Regions from separate parts of the Anser cygnoides genome. Here region 2 is linked to region 1. A link is a contact called in public Hi-C data. All regions are on one chromosome and are shown on one strand. The core of a region is the stretch at or near the end of the contact, and the rest is flanking DNA. Distances in the headings are between cores, read along the strand shown.

Region 1 (4,846 bases), core at 1,612-4,111:
TTTATTTCAGATTTAAATGAAAATGAAATACAAAACAATACAAACAACACCACCACCATCATTACCATGAATTCGTCTTTGAGGTAGGCCAGCTACTAGCAGAATTTCTGGGCATGTCATCATCTTTCGCACTAAAGAGTTATCCAGCTCTTCCAAACCCGGCCCAAACATCGCAAAGCGAGGTTCTGCCTGAGTGACCAGTGACTGCAAAAAGGAAGTCACAGCCCCATACCGGGGACGGCTTGATTTCCAGCTTCTTCTACTCTGAGGACAGCTTTTTTTGTATCTGTAAAATAGACACAAACTAGAAATTAAACGCAAAATACAGAATAGGTATTAATCAACGTTTACTCAGGTCGCACGCTTCTCATGCTTTGTTACTGGTACAACTCAAGCACAGGTGAAAAATGCTGAAGTTCAAAACTGATTATTTCAGTCAGCAGGTTAAAGCAGGTAAAACCATTAGTCCTTCCAAATTCCAAACGCTGACTTGTTGGACCTTTAATATACTTCCATGGGATGGAATATTTAGTTTACTTAAAAAAATAAAGTAAAATTAGAAACTCTCCCAGCCTCACTGCACACACAGCATTTGTAGGATAAAATAAAAGCTGCTGCGTTGCAAACGGCGTAAAAAAATAGGAAAATTCTGACTGCACTTCCAACCTTCGTTAAACTGCCTCTGTGTTTACTAATCGTTCACTCCACCTGGAAAGGACCATTTCCCATTTAGGAACAGAGAACACATGATGTGAAAGAAGACAAGCTGTTGTCTGCAACCTTATGCATTCACTTGACGGAGAAGCTGGAAGGCACGAATGACTTTGGTAATCACAGGGAAAGAAGTAACAGTGACGGAAGAGACAGACTTCCTGGAGAAGCAGATTCAATCTTTGCTTCGTTGGACACTGAACTGTGATGCTGGACAAATCACTTCAAGAAAACATTAAATGTGTGCTTCTGTACACTTCACTTAAGATCAGCAACAACGTTAAGTGCTCACAGACACAACGAAAATCAGTGACAGGTCATTTCCAATATGTGATGCTCTGAAGTATTTGGACCTGAAGACATTAAATCCAGTGCTCAAAATCAATGATATTTTGCACTCCAGGTTCAAAGCACCTCTTTTCCAGCTGTAAAATGGGGGTGAAGGGCACAGAGACCACAGGAGTCAGTGCACTTTTTGTGAAGCAAGAATTTCATAAAATCATCTTTGGAAAACGTAACTGCAAATTAGTAACTTTTACTGCAAATTAATTAAAGGCATTGAATGAGATTAAAAAACAACAACAACAACAAAAAAACCACTGCAGAATAATCTGCTTCTCTTAGGGGACTTTTCAATCATCCAAACATATTATGAGTGTTACTGTGCTTTTCAGCTACACTGGTTAAAATTACAGGCTCTGTCTCATGGACACTAACCATCAGAGCTAAAGCAATATCAGTACTTATTCCAAGCACATTCAAAAATAACATTTTATTTTTTACTAGGTTTTCCAGATAAGATATAAAACAAAACTAAGGATCATTCCATTCACTGTATTTTAAACACTTTTTAGTACTTTTATCAAAACAATAAATTATTTTTCATTGCAATGAGAGTGAAGAGAATTTTCATCAGGATGAGTGGTGAGCACAGCTTCACCAGTGCAAGATTTTTGGTGGCACAGTGGGCACAGAGTTTACAAAAAGCTTTGATTATTATTTTTTTAACATCTTACATTCCTGTTGAATTCCAAGGAGAAATACCAGACCAAACGGTCACAGAGCAGGAAATTAAATTTCCAGAGTAAGGGATGGGTTTGAGAACCCACCAAAATTTGAGCAGCGGCTTACAGTTTACCGCTGTAAATACGAACCCTGCCTGTGGGCTGTAAATTGTGCAAGAGAATGCTGAGACACTCACATCGCCATGTAGTCATACAGCGTGTTATCGCTGACTTCTGAGAAGGCTTTATTAAAAATTTCCACATCCGGGAGCGACTTCCAGTCCACGGAGGTCCAGAAGGGGAGATCCCGCAGCAGAAAGTACCTCCAGAGCAGCGGGTCCTGCACGGCCGCCCTCCAGTAGCAGCTCGTGCTCCCCAGGTGGCACAGGTCTTGCGGCGAGAGGAAGGACATGATGTTCAGCTGCACGTCGATCTGAAAGCACCGAGACCGGCGGCTGAACCCCCAGGGGGGCTCGGCGCACGGCAGCCCCGAGGGCAGCGGCGAGGAGGAGGGGAGGGCGGCGGGTCCGAGCTCACCGGCAGCGCCTGCAGGGCGCTCGCTTCCTCAGCCTCCCCTTCCCCGCCCGCGGGGCCCGGCTGCGAGGCGGCCTCGGCCCGCTCCCTCAGCCCCCGCGCCCAGCGCTCCTTCAGGCCCCGCAGGCGGCCGCGCACGGCGGCCTCCAGCCCGCCCCGCTCCGCCGGCCCGCTGCCCGCCGCCATCCCGCCCCGCACGGCGCCGCCGCGGCCCCGGGCGAGGAAGAGGCGGCGCCGCCGCGGCCGCCCCCCGGCCCCGCAGCGCCCGCCCCGCCGCCGCCTGACACCGCGGTGCCGGCCACGCAGGCGGAGCCCCGCCACCCCGCGGCGGCCGGGGGTCAGGCTGACAGCACAGCGAGCTCCTTGCGAAGCGGGGCGCGTTTATTTGGTCCTGAGGTAACACAGCATTTGTTCGGCGCTGCCGGTGTTCCAGCCCTGGCCGCGCAAAGGTCCCTCGCATACAGACACGTACTTTGTCAGCATGCTTTTGCCCAGTTCTCGGAAATCCAGAGGTGCGCTGTGCGGTGATCTGCAGCCCGGCTCGCTGCTAGGCGCCGGGTCTGTCGTCCGAAGGCTTTCCTGCTCCCCCTCTCCACAGAGTTTCAGTCCCCAGTAGCACATTTCTCCGCTGTACATCATCGCCAGCAAGTGAGTGTCACTAAATATACCTGCAGAAATAATTCAGATCAAGCACTTTTTTCTTCTGTTGTGAACAAGTACGCAGCTCGTTAACTACAACCTTTTCTTAGAAAGGCAGCAAAAAAAAAAAAAAGGTACAGGCAACATCAGCCTACTAAAGAGGTACACCAAAGAACAATTTTCTGCCATTGTATGACTGATGATGCGCACAAAAGAAGCTGGACCAAGGTCTTGCTCATTGCTCCACCCATTTTGCCCTTCCATAATATTAAAATCTTTAATACTGGCATATAAATATGTATAAATAAATAATATATATATATATAAAAATATAATATAGATAGATAATAAAAAATATGTTTGCCTATGTTTGTTTATCTTAGACAACTTCAGTATTTCTGTACAATCCATTAAGTGGAGGTATGAGCATGTATTAGAATTGACCACATTAGAATACCTCTGTGCCTCCCACAATTTAAGCCTACTAGAAGATAGCTTTTTGAACATCATCTTAACTCGGGTTAACCAGCAGCAGCTTTTGTATTTGAATAGGAAACACATTAAGTGTCCATGGTCATTCAAAGCAAAGAAATCCTACTGAATGAATGTACAAAATCAGTCACTGAATTTGTTCAATCAATGTGGAGCTGAACTAGAGCAATCCCACTTTTGGATGAAATTAAACGAGGTGCTCTGCTGTCCCCCTGAGCATTTATTGCATAGGACCAAAGTAGAGGTAGTTTTGACAGGGTATAATGTGAACATCCCATTCTCATCACCAGCTGTTTTACTTTGGAAATCCTCTCCTGCTCCATCACCATACCAGCACCACACTGATGTAGTCTCAGATGCTCATGTAATTGCACTATAATAATGCAACTTACATAAAGCTACAGTGGATGAGAGAGAAAGTTTCCCAACTCTAGCCAACTTTGCTTATACTTTCTACATGGGTGAAGTCAACAATTCATCATATCTGTTTTCTTCTAGATCTAAACAGGGAAATCAAAACGGTAACATTTTGTGCCCTCTGTAATCGTGTTTGTGCTTTCAACATTTGTCAACTGACAGCTGTATGGTTATAAACCACAAACACTGTGCACACAGTGTATAAAGCCTCAGTTCATTTTCCTTCAGTGCACTCAAAAATATAGAGAAAATGAACATTACCACCTCAGACGACTGAGAAGAATGACTCAGAAGAAATTATGTGGGATGAGGAGGGAATCAGGAAAGCGTGCCCGCTTTTTATGTCTGTTAGTTTTTGGTTTGTTGTAAAAAGTGATAGTTTTGAATACAAATGAAGTCGAATGACCAAAATACACAATAAAGCATTTTATAAAGTGGAGTAGTTATTGGGGGCATGGGTTGCGCTTTTTTCTTTACCTTCACTGAGTAATCTAGCTGTGTCTTTATCTTGAAGTAAGACATCTTCATTTAGATGAAGAGGGCATCTAAAGCTAAGCATCTTCATCAAGTAACGAACTCCATCATTAAGACACTGAATGCAGTTACAAAATGTGGAAAAAAACACTTTTAGATAAATTCTAATTAATTTAATGATAGCCAAAAATATTTCCAGACACGAATTCCCCCAAACCTTATTTAAAATAAATAAAAAAGTATTTTAAAAAAGTCACACTTTAAAACCATATTTACGGGCATTCACATATTCATAGCACTTTATAAATCCTCCTTTACCTTTTTAAATATGGCAATGTTTTCTCGTAGCCATTCACTCCTTTCTTTTGCTGTATGACAATACATGTAAAGCAGGGCTCCTTTTCTCCAGTAAAGACATTCTACCAACTCTATACCAAGGATGTTAATAGGCTGAAATAAAATCCAACAAACTGTGCTAAGCAAAAAGTAAACCATCTAAACTACTCATACACACACAGTGTTATATTAAGCCTCCAGCTTTAGAGGCTGTACTTAACAGCAGAGGTCGCAGACAC
Region 2 (5,539 bases), core at 2,684-5,183, 350 kb before region 1:
ACTCATGAACTCATATTCCTTAGTCCAGATCTTTAATCGCTTTAGTTATGCACAGACTCAGTGCCCAGTACTGGAAAGCCTAAAGCTGCCTGCTGAATCCGAGGTGCACGTGCATCATCCCTGTGGAAAGAAAGATCAGGGATCACTGTGTGGAATATGAGATCCACGTAGGAGATCTGTACAGCCAGCCAGCTTCGGGCACTGTGTGATTATGTTTGTTTTTCCTGGTTTATTGTCTACCACACCAGGAGCCTAAGCAGAACCAAACCAAAGGCATTTTCAGTTTTCTTCTGTAGATCACAAGACTGCTAAGTATTACTAAATATGCTAAACCACACAAAAGTATAGAAGATTTCCTATACCTATGATCTCAACCACTTCTTCTTAACGACCTCTTAGGTACGTACCATTAGGTAATTTGTTCGTCCTCAGACAATATGATGACCACAGATCTTAGGCCCACTGAGGTGGTGTGGAACTTATAGGCTGACAGTTATTGCAGGATAAATGCAGAAAGGAAACGGAGCCAACAAGGAACTCAGAACATACGTAGATATTCAGCAATAGGGTCAGTTTGAACTTGTAATGTGTGCAATGATTATAACTGAGGACATGTCTGATGGAAAAAATGATTTTCCTTGTTAATTACAGTGTGAGACAGGTTAAAGTAGAGAAAGATACTGCATTATTAAAATGGAATTTCCAAGAAGGAAAACAAAGCATCTATTTAAAAAATCGGAGCTTCTTTTAGACCCATTGTTATTTTTTAAATAGACAGCTGTGTGTATCAGCTGTTCCTTAGTTCACTGAAGCAAACTCCAGGACTCAGTGTCTGAAGCAACATGTTTTGTTGCTTCCTTTGAATTCTGTCAAGTATGCATTTGGCTATCTTGCACTGCTCTGGCAGAAGACCAATATTGCACTGCTCTCCCTCTTTCCGGAGTTACTTTAACTAATGAACTTGTGGTTCCGATTATTTTGCTGAATCTATTTTATTGTAACATATATTCTTAGTTTCCACTTATATTAACCTTTATTTACAGCATTTAACCAAAGTTTAAGGTTAAGCATTAAGTCAATGGCCTGTTTTTGTTGTAATTTATTCCTCTATAAAGTATGAGTAAGTTCACTGAGTTGACATAGTTACAACGTTATAAAATGAGAATACATACAAGAATAATCAGTGGAGACTTACAATCTGCTGATGGACTTTGAATTCCCTGTTTGTGACATCCTTCAGTCCCAAGAGCAAAGACACTGAAGTCTTGAGATCTTGTGACAGAATTTGTGCCGGATCCACGTTCTGCCTCTGTTCTCTCATTATTTGCACACGTTGCAAATTACTACAGCAGACTTTACCAGAGTATAATTGCCAACAGCCTCATAATTCCATGTCCATCTGGGATTTTTTTCAGAAATGTGTATGATACCAATTACCAATCTAGATGACAGAAATAGTAAACATCAGTTAATTTCCAAATTTCCTTCACATTGGCATTTCTGTGCTGTTATGCTTTGAGAAGTTTGATACATATCAAAAAGTGTACAGTTTATGCTCAATATGAAGGGAACAGGGCTGTTATTTCCCCCAGAACCATTTTTCCCCCCTGCTAGGAAAGAGAGTGAGTAGTAACAGGATGATAATTATAAAAATTATTTTCTTTGAAACTGAAGACTTGTCCAAATTAGAGCTGATAACTGCCTCCTGCAGTGAGACTAGAACATTCTCAACAGCTAAGAAAATGCTTGCAGTGGAAATCAAAATTAAGATTTAGAACAATTATTTCATTAGAAGCTATGGATAAAGGGCTACAGGAGCCTTCTAATTAACAGGGGCAGGCTGTAAGAAACTGAATGTTTAGAATTTTATACTGTAAATTTTACAATTATGTATTCAAGAAATGCAGAAGTGGATTTTTTTTCCACTCAGAAAGGGTAATGCTTCAGACAGAAGTTTAAACATATCTAGGGGGTCATACATTTCTAAAACAACTGAATTCAAACCATCTACACCCACAGCCAACATAATATTCCTTACCACTTGCTTTAAGATGGAAAAAGTTTCTTCCTCAAGAAATCTTGAGGCAGAACAATGGTCTTAGGTAGGGTGAATGTTATAGGGCAAGATGCTTATGGCTTATAATTATGAATGTGGTTAAGGCCTTCTTCTCAACATTGTCAATGTTGTAATAGCTATCATGTAATGTAATACTAAATAATGTAATAAACAGTAATCATCAGCACAGTGATAGCTGGTAACAGAACTGCTGCTTCTCATCTCTCTGTAAGGCAACTGAGGGTCTGCAGGTTTCTCTGCATACTATTTGGGAGCAAATACTAACTTTTCAGCAGTGACCACTGTGGATTTCCATCCTCATCAGGAAGTTAACTGATTTATAAGTCAGCTGTTTCAGCTCACTCTGTCTGGACCCTTTATTCTTCAGTAGTTCTGAGCTGCGAGTCTCAGCTGCGCTCAGTGGTATAACTTATAGCTCGTAGGCTCAGCACTGGTTAATTAAACGTTGTGCATGTCCCTCTGCATAGCTGCAGAAGAAATGGGAATGGAGTACTGCTCTTTATTTCATAGTATTTCCGCCTGTGTTGCAGTAACTGGTAAGACACCAATTGTCAGTTACTACTGAGCTGTATCTTACTCCTCTCCCTGTTCACAGAGCTGTACCTGCTGCATTTCTTTTTAGCTGCTTCAGTGCTCATTTAGGAATTGACAGACCTGATGTGTACCAAATACTTCCAGCAAACCCTGTAGGGCTTTATTAGCACTGAAAATCAACAATTTATCTTGAGGCAACAGGCTCAGCAAATAATCTGTCTCTTGCAACAGTACAGGACATCATCACAGCTCTGAGGGCTTGGTTCCAGCTATGAGGCCTGGCAGAGTACACAGAGATTCACTTCACTAACAACATAAGCAACATGAGCACGTCCCACTTCAAACAAACAAATAAACCAGTCCCTCTCTGACATCTGTTTCTGCTTTCTTCACTGTGTCCTCAGAGACTATGGAATAAAACTTCAGATCTTTGTCCTTCTTTCCACTGGCTTGAGTGTAGCACATCCTGACGATAAACCCCGAGGTCAGCAGTTCCATTCCTCGTGCCCAACAAGACTTTCGACCAGAAGCATGAAGCTCGTCTATGCAGGAGACAGTCTCAGGCCACAGAGCTAAGCAGTGTAAATCTCACCACCTTAAACTCTGCAGGCATACTGCTTTTAAACACTTATTTCTCCATAAACACGTACTTTGAAGGAAATCTATCTCAAGCAAATTGCTGTCAAAGTAAAACACTTCATGCATGAACAGTTCCCTCTCTGAGGAAGGGGTAAGAAAGCAGCTTCACACAAATGTTCTCAGGCACCTCAGTGATGACAATGTGGGAAGAAAATGTAGCAGAGATAAATGGCTGCTGCCAGTAGGTAGAGCTTCATGGCTTTCTTGCATCTACATTGCTTTAAATGTCAGGAGATCTGGACGTTAACCTCCGGCATAAGCTGTCGAACTGGCAGATTCTCCACAAGTTTTAATGCCAGCTGACGTAACCCAGAGCAGCTGTGCAAGAGGAGCTCTGCAGTGCTCAGGCGCTCAGCCTGGGTACACCACCCTCTAAGCAACCACGAGATAAAGCATAAGTGCAAAAACCTGCTAGCTCAGCATTTTTGTGAGCGGAGAAGTACCTTCCCCCTCTGGCTGTGTTCACAAAATAAGGACTCGTTGGCCCACCCCTCCCCGCTGGCTGTACCACTGCCTCCAGCTCTCTGGGGTGACCGGTGCCTGGCACGACCCGAAATTCAGCCCTCGCGCCTGGCACGCCTCGCCGTTCCGCGTGACAAGACGCTTCTGTTCGCAATTAGTTAACCCAGAAATATTTTGGCCACTTTTGCTGGAGGGGTTTGCTTTGCTTGCAAGGTCGTTCGCAATGAGCTCCCTGAACTTTGAACCGTGTCTGCACAGCGAGATAAACAAGAGCAGTATAAATACCGCAGCCCTGCTCCCCACGCTGCTTTCCTCCGCGGCGCAGCGGAGCGCGGCTGCCAAGGCGAGTGGGGAGGAAGGGGTAAGTCTGCTGTTCTCGCTTCGACAAAGAGCCGGGACTTCAGATTTGGCAGGGCGTCCGCTTGTTTCTCCGGCGGAAAAGGCCGACTGTGGAAATTTCCATTGGAAAACAAAAAGCGAAGGGAAGTGTTAAGTTGGAGCACGGCTCCCGTCTGGAGGCTGCACAGGCAGAGCAGCGTCGCCAGATGTCCCAGGAGCTTCGCACCTTCCTAACGGAGCCCCGTAAAGGTGGACGGCTTCCCAGACTTGTGGAAAGAGTGAACAGCTGGCTCTGCTGATGCTTATTGGGCCACTATCTCATCCTCCAAGTGCTGTACACAAAAATGATTTTGGTAGAACTGCAGGCAGGGAACGTGGGGACAGCAGCATTCCTCAAAATTATGCTGGCTCTTGTTTGAAAGATCAATAATTAAAAGTTTTGTTGTTGTTGTTGTTGTTTTATTTTTTGTTTGTTTGTTTTTTGTTTGTTTTTTAGAATGTGACAAGATTGGTGATAAGCATAGCTTTTAGCCTTTATCAAAACTTGCTGTTTCCAAAACATCCTGTGTTTACTATCAGACTCTGATGGGTGTGTTGGAATTATACAATTCTGCAGCCTAGGATGTGTTTGGGAACAGTTTTAATACTTTATTTGAGAGTTTCCTGCACATATTAAGGCAAAACTATTATGCTATTGGAATAGAAGGATAATTACAGAATTTCTTGTATGTTTTGATTTTCATAAACATTAATGGACTCAGTGTGGTCAGGAGTTTTTGTAAGATATGGCAAATCTGAAACTTGAGTTTTCATTTCCTGCTTTTGCAAAATTGTTTCTATTCCTGTATTCTTCAGAGATTTCTCAACGGGATCCAAGTGCTACAAACTGACTTTTAAAAAATTTTGTCTTTTTTTTTTTTTTTTTCCTTTTTCCTGCCAGGATCTGTAATGCTTGCTATGTATCAATATACTCTGGTGGTGCAATTTCTTTTAAGTCAGTGGACTTGCTGTTGAGCGGGTTGGATTCATACCATAATCTGGAGTGAACTGGCCTGGATTCTTACTGGTGTAAACTGTCTCAGCACCACTGATGTCAAAAAACAGGAAATGGGGCTTTTTAGTAGCGTTAAAAGAAATTTCAGTTATTCTGAACACTTTTCAACAACAACAAAAAAATATAATCTACTTAATATACGAGAACTCAACTGCAAAATGGAAGAAATATGATTAAGGAGTCAACAGTAGTTCAATTTTATGTCCTTTTATTTTATTTACTTTTTTATTTTACTGTTTTGTTATGGGAATTTCAGGGTCTGAACTTCGTTTAGGCATTGATCTCATTTTGTTTATTTTCTCTCTTTTCAGATAAAGCCCCGCCATGTGGGCAGGGCTGGGGCTAGTTCTGGTTCTCTGTCTCCTCCCAGGAGGAGGGACAGAGACCCAGAACTGCCAGGAGCCCCCCGAATGGCGGGTCGGGGAGGAGAACCC

The links. A called contact is a pair of places that touch in the nucleus more often than the background predicts.
Region 2: a contact with region 1 is called in a Hi-C map of liver, with 7 times the contacts expected there. The contact joins the promoter of SELENOP here to the promoter of FBXO4 in region 1. A contact is called at or near these places in 2 of 7 Hi-C or Micro-C datasets (both in liver).

The regions. Positions count from the first base shown.
Region 1 is chrZ:68,817,260-68,822,105 of Taihu_goose_T2T_genome, reverse strand. FBXO4 (F-box protein 4) reads right to left here and starts at 2,861. Exons shown (of 7, transcript XM_013181781.3): 1 at 2,722-2,861; 2 at 1,913-2,148; 3 at 66-286. The coding sequence starts at 2,127. RIMOC1 (RAB7A interacting MON1-CCZ1 complex subunit 1) reads right to left here. Exons shown (of 6, transcript XM_066987600.1): 4 at 4,590-4,721; 5 at 4,275-4,389; 6 at 2,610-2,917. The coding sequence ends at 2,631.
Region 2 is chrZ:69,164,970-69,170,508 of Taihu_goose_T2T_genome, reverse strand. SELENOP (selenoprotein P) reads left to right here and starts at 3,933. Exons shown (of 5, transcript XM_013181719.3): 1 at 3,933-4,073; 2 at 5,417-5,539. The coding sequence starts at 5,430. It overlaps LOC106036284 (a long non-coding RNA gene), which reads right to left and starts at 3,773. Exons shown (of 3, transcript XR_010827924.1): 1 at 1,196-3,773.